Linked DNA regions of Drosophila melanogaster: region 2 is linked to region 1. A link is a contact called in public ChIA-PET data. All regions are on one chromosome and are shown on one strand. Each heading gives the region's core, a stretch centred on a gene start, on an enhancer-like site or on the middle of the called end of the contact. The rest is flanking DNA. Distances are from core to core; before and after follow the strand shown.

Region 1 (2,700 bases), core at 72-2,571:
AACGTTATTATTGTTTGAAAATAGATTAGAAATAGCCAAATCTATGTACATATTATCACAAAAATAAATTTCAAAAATGGCTTTATATTAGAATATTTGTCATTAGAGTATTCATATTGAGGCGTGTGAAAAATTAATAAGGCAATGATTGTTGAGTGCTTGTGTCCGCACTTCGTGCCGCAAGATATGAACAAAGCAAAGACACTAGAATTATTCTAGTGTCTTTGATATGACTTTTGCAATAAACAGTTATCATATTTTTATGAAATTTATGAAATTACAGTAGTTATAATAATTTCTATTGTACTTCCTTTAATTATTTAGTATATTTATTAAGTCATTTGACTTAATATGATGTAACATTAACATTAAAAGTGTTTAAAAAAAATATTTCGCTTTTAAAAAATTGTCAGATGAAAGACAAATTAGAATTAAACAAAAATATAAATGTGTAAACGGATAAACGAATAATTCTAGTGTCTTTGCTTTGTTCATATCTTGCGGCACGAAGTGCGGACACAAGCACTCAACAATCATTGCCATATTAATTTTTCACACGCCTCAATATGAATACTCTAATGACAAATATTCTTACATAAAGTCATTTTTGAAATTTATTTTTGTGATAATATGTACATAGATTTGGCTATTTCTAATCTATTTTCAAACAATAATAACGTTAAGGCAATGCAAAACAAGAATTTTTCGCATGGTGCCAATTGATCAAAAATAATATAGATTTAACGTCAAAGAACCTCTAGGGTGAAGGGGATATTTTGTCCCATTTACAATGCATGAGCATACGTGTGCACACATACAGTTGTTAGCTGTAGCGCTCTTCGCTCTCTCGCTCTCTAACAAAAATTCGAGAGAGCCTGGAGCCACCTCTAGAGCCACGGCGAAAAAATCGTGTGCCAAAAAATCGTATGGCGTTACGCATCTTGTTATTATAGTGTCTTTGGTAATACCTAACATTTTTTCATTAAGTCAATGAACTCAAAATATGGAAATTAATTTATAAATATTTCCACTGTGTTATAAACCCTGTGTGTTATAAACCTGTGTTATATAAACCCGTGATAAAATTATAACATGTTATACATATAATTCTTTCGATTGATCAGAAATTAAATGTTTGATAAGAAAATGTACTAATTGTATTATATTATGGAATTAAGAATATATTTTTTGGTATATTATTATTATAAGTTTCATTAAATATCGATAGACATCTTGCTGTAGTGGACATGTACTATTATTACGGTTCCATATGGGCTAATTTTAGTTCTTTTAGAAATTCGGTCACACTATTGATGAAGAAGGTCAAAATAAAAACTAGCTCAGTCGAGACAAAAACGTATGTGTCAGTGTAGTAGATTAACGTATAGAAAAACTGCAACACAACTTAAGTGAGATTGCCATTCAATATGTTCGCCAACAAATTGTTGACCTGCTCGGCATTACTAATAATGTTATTTTTACTAAGCAGTACAGGTTAGTGCCAAGCCAATTAAACCCTTTTTAAAACAGCAATGAAATGCGTCGCATTGGAGGCCTTTGTTCAATGTGATAATACATCGCAGTTCTTTTTATATGTATATGTATGTCGTTTGTTCATCGCACATAATTTATTTTTCCGGTGCCGTTCACGTCGCCATATGCGTTAGTGTCTTATCGGCGTAATAAGGTGTAAACGGTTGAATTGCGAGTTTTGCCTTCGTAGATCAAGGGTTTTAAACCTATTTCAGTAATCTGGCTATCCTTTCATAACTCTTCTAGAAAAATGGTGTCGCTTACGTTCGTTAGCCCCGGAGAACATCCATTTTTACCCCTTTCGCTTATTTGTTCTGGCAATTTACAGTTTTGTATGCAGATAAAGTCATCCGCCACCGTATGCATCCATATTTATTTTATGCACTTAAAATATTTATATGCATGGGTGTATAAATCGGCATATCATATTAAATTTGTATCCGCCATATAGCATACTTTAGTTTTTGGTTACTATCTGTCAATTCATATAACAAGATTTTGGGTCATTTGTTCAATACCAATGTTAGACATTTGTGCACATAGTATATACAAAATAATATATGACATAAAAAAAACAATCTGTGATAAAATAACAACAAGAGATAACGCTATAGTCGGTTCTCTGACTATCAGACTATGATAAGCGGATAAGACAACAAAGACTTGGAGCTAGACTGGGCATATGTATGTACCTACATATTTGGGGAGACATATTAAAATAAACAATTTAAAACATTTTTTTTTATAGCATGCGTGATAAAATGTTTCGGCATAGCAACAGAAGGATAAATGATTAAATCAGAAAATATTTTTTATTTTTTAATTTGTAGTGTGTTCCTACTAATCTTATCTTGTTAAATAGTTCTATAACCAGACCGAATTTAAAATTCGATTTCGACCTTATACATTTGGTTTGTATAAATATTTGACAATATGTTACGGTACGGCCATTTTCATAGGATCTCTACAAATCACTGAAAACGGAAATAAATTGTCCATCAAGTCCAAACTCACTAATATAAATAACAAAGGGTAATTTTTTGATAAGAGAACAAAGGAAATACAATTAGAGCTAACCATATGTACATTTGAATCTCTAATAAATAATTTTTTTTTCACGTCAATTTAAAGAAAATTCCGATTTAATAAAGAAAAGCTTTAATATTT
Region 2 (2,700 bases), core at 130-2,629, 51 kb after region 1:
CTTCTGCCTGTTGCATACTTTTCAACGAATCTAGTATACCCTTTTACTCAACGAGTAACGGGTATAAAAAGTACTGATAAGTCAATAAAGGAGATTGGTAACGGCAATGCACGAATAAGTGAGCGATCCACGAGGCGATAACAAAAATTTTCTGAGATTAAAAATCGACGTGGAACCGCAAAAATGAAAAATGGAATGCAAAACATTTATTTTTTAATAGGCTGTGTTGATTATAAGGCAGGTACTTAAAGACAATATACTTCCTACCTAGACCTTAATTTAGCGATAACATGCCAATGAACCATACTTTCGTTAACACACGACAAGGCAAATGACAAGAAGTCTTTATAAACATTGTAATGTTTGTAAGTGCGTGTAAGTAGCTTTACCATCTGGCGACCGAGACTGAAGTTCAAGTTTCGTCACGTGCTAAAAAATGTGTACAAACATACAAACATATGTACAAACATTCACATACCTTTACAATATAAAGATAAAAACATACATACGAAATTGGGCAACGATCTGAATGCGTAAAGCCCCAACAATAACAGAGCATTGTACGAAAGGTAAGGGGCAAAATTGGCGAAACACAAACTTTTAAAACCTTGGTGAAGCATTGTTAGGCGATGCCACTGATACCAGTCTCGAATATCCTTTCTTACCTTTTGCAGGTTGGTGGCCATTGTCCTTCGCTTTCTTATTTATTTATGGTATTTTAATTTTGGTAATTTAATTTTGGAAGCCAGGCACCGACAAATAAGCGGTGTCTGACAGCAGCACTTCAAAAACAGATTTTTGCGGTGAATTGGGCGTCACGTGGTTTTTATTATAGTGCAATATAAAATAACATTGAGTATATACGCAGTCTCCGTTAACGGTTTCAAAGCGCCTACTCACAAGAACGATTCAGATTCGACTACTTAGCACTCGCCGCCTTTGATCGGCGGCGCCATGGAGAAAAGCTCAGTTTTGGTGAAGCAGTAGCTGCGAGAGTCGAGTCGATATTCGGCTCTCTCTTACTCGATTTGCTACTTTATCTGTTATTAAGGGGTACTGCAACACTTTTGATCTGCTCTCGAATTTGTAATTGGGATGTTAAAACAATAATGAATCGAACTGCATAATAAATTTGAACTGAATTTCAACTACGGGCTGAATGATACAACTGTTGCTGGCATCTGGTTCAATGTGTTTCCTTTTTTTATCTAAATCGTATCTCTCTGGTATTTTCCAAGTCGATTCCGTATTAAAATAATACACAAAAGTTCGTGAACGTCAATATGACAAAGTATTTTAATATTTTAATTATTAAGTTTCACAATTTAAAGGTTGACGCTTAGCATGCATCTCTATGGACTGCAGTGTGCGAAGTCAACTAATATACATTCACGATGACAAACAAATAAACTTTAGGTCAAAGTAAACACAACAAAAGATAGTACTATAGCACTCAGCTATTGTTACTCAGCAAGCGGGAGTACAAATTAGACATTTCCAAATCCTCAGGCATATGAATACACAATACATAAATATAGTAATAAAATGAAAAACAAATACATTTTTTTTTTTTAATTTTTGGCTTGTGGCGCATGATAACATGATCCGATAATAAATTTCGTAAAAACTTTACGATTTCGATTTAAAATCGCAAAATCGTAAGAATTTTTTTATTTATAAAACGGGCACTTTTGAATGGCCGTAATGAAAAGTAAATGCCTGTTTTCTATCAAATAGGATTTTATTTACTAAGGGGAAATACGTGGTCTATTGATGTTTATTCCACACCATTACAAGATTATTCTGACATTTAGTTATTTTAGAAAAATTTTTTCTGACCTCAGATTTGACATACGATATTTTGCCGTCGGCAACAATTTTCGATTAAGACGTCACCAAAAGTTATCGCGAAGGTTGCCGTACTGTTGGTGAAACGAATAAGGCAAGTAAAACACTTGTATAATATATAAAAGAATTCATTAATAAATTTAAAGGAGGGACAAACGTGCTGATCGTAAATAATGCTATTTAATTTAATTACATAAATGGACAATGTCCAGTAAAAAAGTAATTGCGAACAACGGAATTAAAACTGTAAGGAAGGTGGCTGCTCTATTGTTTGGAAAACAGTTAAATAGCTGTTTTCTGTTTACAAAACATTCCAATAGCAAACATTTTGCAAAAACCAGAGCAGACTTAAAAACGAAATCAAAAGATTTGGCCACGATTTGCTACGATTAACGCAGCATTACTGATAGAAATTAACAAAACAAGCAGTGAAATAAAAAGACCCCAAAAAAATGTCGAAACTGTGGGCATGACAATATGCTCTGCGAAGGAAAATAAATTGAACATAAAAACAACAGAGAATGCTATAGTCTAGAAATTGGCAAGACAAACCAAACTTGCGCTGCGTCTGTGTCTCTAGAATCTGTATGCTTAATCTCAACGCAGCTTTTATAGTTCCTGAAATCTCGACGTTCATACGGCCGACAAAATATCTTATAAAATACATGCTTAATAATATGAGTACGTAAATATTTTCTTACCTGCGTTGCAAACTTATGAATAAAATCAATCATGTTTAAAAAGATTTCCACTCCTACAAGCCGACAAAAAATCGCGCGCCCACACCTTTGATAAAGATTTTTGGCATTTATTTTTTTTGGCTAGACTATTGATTCTGACAAAAAATAAAAA

The links. ChIA-PET counts read pairs in DNA pulled down with a chosen protein or histone mark.
Region 2: a contact with region 1 is called in an RNA polymerase II ChIA-PET map of the S2 cell line, with 9 times the contacts expected there. The contact joins the promoter of CG2201 here to the promoter of Lamp1 in region 1. A contact is called at or near these places in 25 of 107 Hi-C or Micro-C datasets (the Clone 8 cell line, the Kc167 cell line, the ML-DmBG3-c2 cell line and 7 more) and 5 of 6 datasets of contacts at active chromatin or transcription factors (the Kc167 cell line and the S2 cell line).

The regions. Positions count from the first base shown.
Region 1 is chr2L:21,572,068-21,574,767 of dm6, forward strand. It overlaps Lamp1, which reads left to right and starts at 1,322. Exons shown (of 4, transcript NM_136267.5): 1 at 1,322-1,494. The coding sequence starts at 1,428.
Region 2 is chr2L:21,622,701-21,625,400 of dm6, forward strand. It overlaps CG2201, which reads right to left and starts at 1,380. Exons shown (of 8, transcript NM_001299196.1): 1 at 666-1,380. The coding sequence starts at 686. lncRNA:CR43148 (long non-coding RNA:CR43148) reads left to right here and starts at 1,979. Exons shown (of 1, transcript NR_048035.1): 1 at 1,979-2,700.